Linked DNA regions of Mus musculus: region 2 is linked to region 1. Evidence: chromatin contacts called from public capture Hi-C data. All regions are on one chromosome and are shown on one strand. Each heading gives the region's core, a stretch centred on a gene start, on an enhancer-like site or on the middle of the called end of the contact. The rest is flanking DNA. Distances are from core to core; before and after follow the strand shown. Region 1 has its middle 19 kb from the start of A930003A15Rik. Region 2 has its middle 20 kb from the start of Eif2b5.

The links. Capture Hi-C pulls out chosen DNA fragments and counts their contacts.
Region 2: a contact with region 1 is called in a capture Hi-C map of embryonic stem cells, with 2.2 times the contacts expected there. The contact joins two enhancer-like sites. A contact is called at or near these places in 1 of 115 datasets of contacts at active chromatin or transcription factors (embryonic stem cells) and 1 of 9 other capture datasets (embryonic stem cells).

Annotation. Positions count from the first base shown.
Region 1 is chr16:19,864,173-19,866,872 of GRCm38.p6, reverse strand. No RefSeq gene overlaps it. Among named protein-coding and RNA genes, the nearest start is that of A930003A15Rik, 19 kb to the left of the region's middle. Within about 2 kb of position 1,407, at least 3 of the 459 cell types and tissues checked have an H3K27ac peak or open chromatin away from gene starts, as enhancers often do. A contact at or near this core is called in embryonic stem cells, where this site is marked.
Region 2 is chr16:20,477,406-20,480,105 of GRCm38.p6, reverse strand. No RefSeq gene overlaps it. Among named protein-coding and RNA genes, the nearest start is that of Eif2b5, 20 kb to the left of the region's middle. Within about 2 kb of position 1,370, at least 74 of the 459 cell types and tissues checked have an H3K27ac peak or open chromatin away from gene starts, as enhancers often do. A contact at or near this core is called in embryonic stem cells, where this site is marked.

The sequences.
Region 1 (2,700 bases), core at 158-2,657:
TCAGCAAGCACTTTTTGGCATCAGCAATAGTGTCTGGGTTTGGTGTCTGCATGTGGGATGGATGCCCAGGTGGGGCAGTCTTTGGATGGTTTTTCCTTCAGTCTCTACTCCACTCTTTGTCCCTGTATTTCCTTTAGACAGGAGCAATTCTGGGTTAAAATGGGTGGGTGGCTCCATCCCTCAACTTGGGGGGCCATGTCTAACTGGATATGGTCTTGACAGGTTTTCCCTCCCCTTTGTGGGGTATTTCAGGTAATGTGGGGTCCTGGGAGGCTCTTGCTTTCCTGGTATCTGGAACTTTCTGGTTGCTACCCCAGTTGTTTCCCCCAACCCCCATTGCTACACACCTCTGTTCAATTTCCTGACCCTTTGTACATCTCTTTCATCTCCTCCTGTACCTGATTCTGATCCCCTCTTATCTTCCTCCCAAGTCCTCCCAACCCTCTACTTCCCTTGATTGTTTTCTTCCCCCTTCTAAGTAGGACTGAAGCACCCACTCAAGATGTTTTAACGTTTAAGACAATGCATAAATGTAGCCACCAGTGGCCATGAGTTCCTGGGTTCCTGAAAGGAAAGCTGGGGATGGATGGGAAGGACAGTGAGAAATAATGAGCCAAGACAAAGTTCTTTGATCAAGGCTCAACTTTAACTCAAGTCTGAATTTTTAAAGGGAAGAAACTCATCCTCTACTTTGCCAGGATCTCATCAGGAAAACAAACTCAGCTGCTCAGCAGGTAGTGGTTTCTTGCAGGAAGCTACAGATGTGGCAGGACAATAGACTGCACCTAGGTTAGAAGACTCCACCCTAGGTGGGCTAGCAGACTGTGGCAAAACAAGGTCTGATTCAGCCTGCTCAAGGCTGGGGGGAGGGCACACTTCATTCCTTTTTATTTATTAAAAATTAGCTAGACTGGGATATAAGATTTACTTATGCTTCATGATCCTGCCTGGGAATTATGGTGGCTGGTGGCCTTGCCTGGCTTAGGACTGAGCCTAGACTCTTTCTTACCCATCCCAGAGGCCATGCACAGCTTGCTTGCTTGTGTTTATTTGCACAAACACGGCCTTTTAGTATTTATTATAAACAAACATAGCCTCTTGGCACATGCCTCTGTTTTAGGTTGATAAGAGTCATAGAATCATCAGTTGCCCATCTTTGACTGCCAGCCCTCATAGCACATCTTTTTCCCATTCAGACCAAAGTCAGAATACGTACTCAATGCATTTCTTCATACCGATGAATAACTGTCATAACCGAGCTTTGCTGAAGGCAAGCCTGTATGGAGGTAACCGATCTGCTTGAAATACAAAGTCAAAAGTTAAAAGCAACAGGATTAAGGTTGTCTATGGGGTTGTACCAAGCACTCAATTCAGTTGTAAATTAGCAACGTTCAAACACAAGGCCTGGCCTCCCAGTGTGGGGGATGTGGCTTTGAGAATCAACAGAAAAAAACTGTTACTTCTCAGGTATAGTGGAGGTTATGGTCCAAATTAACTGAACTGGCTGATTAAGATTTTTAGCTTGCTTCATAATTGGAATCATACTTACTAGAAGACTCAGGATCTGTGTCCACTTGACCAATTAATCATTCAGGCAGCCATCATGCTCTGTCTTCTTTTTGTGAAAAAACACAAACAGAACCTCTTTTTCATATTAAAACAAGGTCAGAACCACTCCATGTATTAGTTAGGGGGTCCCGCCATTTAACCATGGCATATGAGCTGGAAGTGACTGGATGCCAATGGCAATCTGCTGCAGGCTGACCTTTATCATCAGTTTGCAAAACATTAAAAAAAAAAAAAAGACTAAGACAAGACGTGCTTTTGGTGACCTTGGAGGGTATAATTCCCCCCCCCTTTGTTTTTTTAAAGAAAATATTCTTTTAAAGTTCCCTAATACCTTGTCCTTGAGAAATTATATCTATCTATCTATCTATCTATCTATCTATCTATCTATCTATCTATCTATCTATCTATCTATCTATCTCCATATCCCAGTAACATGGTTAACATTAAATTGTTGACAAAACATCTCAAATGCTTGACTGCAATAGCCAGCTCCATTATCTGTTTTAATCTGATTTGGAACACCAAGCATAGAAAAATAATGAAGGTAACGTCCAATTACATTTTTAGTTGCTTCTCCTGTTAAAGCAGTTGCAACTAGAAAGCCTGAAAAGGTATCAACAGTCACATGTGCATATTTTATTTTTCTAAAGTTAGAAATATGCGTATCCATTTGCAATAACTGATTAAGTATAAGTCCTCGAGAATTAACACCATTGTGTGGTACAGGTAGATACTGAGAACACCGAGAACAAGTCTTTACAATTGGACATGCACATTCTCTACAAATACCAAATTATTATCTCAAGCCGTTACTTGTGGTGATGTAAAGAATGAGATTATATGGCCAATTGTTCTTGTGTAAGGACTATAATCTGCCTGGGATACAAATCTGTTGGGGCACTGCCTTAAGGGGTCTGTCCAGGCAGTCCAGGATGAGTTCTTAAATGTCCAAGAACAGTCCTTTAAAGGAACAGTACTTTCTCTTAACTTGAGTTGGATATGCATAAACAATTGCAAAATTTGAGAATTCACAGTATCTAAAAACCATAACAATCTCCAGCAATTGTAAGCCCTGAGCTATATATATATTGGCTATCAGTATACAAATTAAAAGCTTGATTTTAACACTTT
Region 2 (2,700 bases), core at 121-2,620, 610 kb before region 1:
ACGGCTGGCCAATTGAATTTAAGAGCAGGCCAGGGGCTGGACAGATGGCTCAGTGGTTAAGAGCACTGACTGCTCTTCCAAAGGTCCTGAGTTCAATTCCCAACAACCACATGGTGGTTTGCAACCATCTGTAATGGGATCTATGCCCTCTTCTGCTGTGTCTGAAGACAGCTACAGTGTACTCATATAAATAAAATAAATCTTAAAAAAAAGAAAATGAATTAACAAACAAACAAAAAAAGGAGCAGCCCAGATGGAACATGGTTAGTTATAAATTGTAGGGAAGTAGACACTAATATCTTAGAGGGTGGATATCTGCCCATCTCTAGTGCTTTAAAGGCTTATTATACATAATAAAAGTTGTGTGCTTTTTATCTGGGAACAGAGTGATCAAAGTGGAGTAGAACCCCCCTTTGAGATTAAATATTTACTACAACTCTTAGCTGCCGAGACACAACTGTTAGGTAATTTTACAAGAAGCATGTACAGTGACATTCCATGTTCCCATTTAACAAAGCTTGCTTAAGTGTAGCCGGCATATTCACCCTGAGTGGACTCAGGGAGCAGCTAGTGGCGGCCATAGGCAGGTACAGGGAGGACTGGAACCTTTCAAAGCTTTAATCTTTTATCAGCACTCCTGATTTTAAAAATGACGAGGGTCAATAACTCCACTCCTACTGAAAGTATAACGTAAAAACAAAATTCTAGGCCTTTAGGCCCAGGCTTGGGAATATGACCTCTGTGACTAATGCTCCAAGGTATGCTAATCATAAAACAGATAGCGACATTCATCCACCCACCCGCTTCCTGGGTTCAAAGAGTGTTCATTCAAAGAAAGTCAACCTGACCACTGCTGGAACCCGCTATGCAAATGTGCTATTGTTAGGGGCTCTTAGAAACTGTCTTGAGAGATAACCTGCACAATTACCAGGTATTCCTTGTGACTCTTGTGACTTTGCACTTCCTTGGGACTCTTAACCAACAACGCCCTCCCCACTTCCTTGAGTTGTGGTTTCTTCCTTTAAATACCCCCTTACCCAGCTACTTGGCGCGCCACGGTCCTCTACCCCTGCATGGTGTATGACCGTGGGCCCCCGAGATCACTCTTGAATAAAAATCCTCTTGCAGTTTGCAGCAAGACCATTTCTTATGAGTGATTTGGGGTGTCGCCTCTCCTGAGTCAGAACATGGGGGAGTCCTCACGTTGTGGGTCTTTCACTACCAAATGTCCTGGTAAGCCTGAGTATTGTAGGGTTTCATGGGGACCCAGACTTTTTAAATAAAGCTTCTAAGCATCTCAGCAGGACCAAGGCCACAGGCCTGCACCAGAGTGGGAAAACCAAATTTTAACTCTAAGGAATGTTAGGAATCTCCTGGTGGACCTTGGCCGGAAGTCCAACCCCAGCAGAGGAGCTATTTGTTTTTGATGACAGCTGGATCTGGGAGGATCAGTTTTCTTTAAGGGTGTAACTCCTGGTAGGTTGGCCAATTTCCAGGACTGGCCCCACACCCAACCATTTGAATAATGGAATTTGAACTAAAAAAGCTAAGAGCACAAGTTGGGTAAGGGAGGAAGGTAAAGGCAGAGGCAAGAAAAGTTGAAAGGTATAAATATGATCAAATACACTGTATAAAAATTTCAGGGAAGTCTTAAAATATTTTTAAATTGCTTCCCTCCATTTTTTACATTACTCTGAGGGTGTGCTTTACTCAAGATTGAAAGGCTTGATTGTGTTGTAGAAACTCATGGGTCAGAGAGAAGTGTTTACACGCTAGGTCACAAGTTGTCCTGAGCCTAGGTAGACACAGATAATTACTTTAGGAATCTGAGTGAAGTGTTAAAACTGAAGGTCCCATACAATTCTGGCGCTAAATAAGCACAGACTGGGTAGACATCACTGTTGTCCATCCACAGTGCTAGAAGTTTCCTGCCTCTGACTACTACCAACGGAAAATGAGCCACGCTCCAGGGTAAAGGCTCTGTGCAGGGTCGTCTTTTTTTCTTCTTCTTTTCTTTGCCTGGATTCCATGGGCTAGAGTTTTAGAATGAATAAAAAGGAGAAAGTGCGCTGATATACAGCTGCCGTTGCCACTGTTGCCACTGCCAGGCCTTCTGCTCCGTGATGGATGTACCCTCAGGGTGGGAACAACCCCCCTCTTATGTTACTTTTGTTGGGTATTTAATTACAGCAACATGAAAAGTAGCGATCAGATCACCAAGCACAGTGCCTTCTTTATTTTCTGACCAGACACCCTCATTTTTGCCCCTGAGGTCTTAGGCCTATTTTATCCTCTTTATTTGTCTCCACTGAAGTCACAGTAGGTGACATCCCAGGCAGATCTTAAATAAGACCTTGGAGGTCCAAGAATGCCCCATACTGGTTGTCTGCCGTGTGTGTGTGTGTGTGTGTGTGTGTGTGTGTGTGTGTGTGTGTGTGTGTCTGTCTGTCTGTCTGTCTAGTGTGTGTGTATGTCTGTCCCTGTGTGTGTGTGTGTGTGTGAGTGTGTGGGGCTGTCTGCCTAGTGGGGAAGGGCTGTTTGCCTAGTGTGTGTGTGTGTGGGGGGGCTATCTTCCGTGTATGTGTGAGAGAGAGAGAGAGAGCAAGCTAGAGAGCTGTCTGCCTAGTGGGGAAGGGCTGTTTGCCTAGTGTGTGTGTGTATGGGGGGCTATCTGCCGTGTATGTGTGTGTGTGTGTGTGT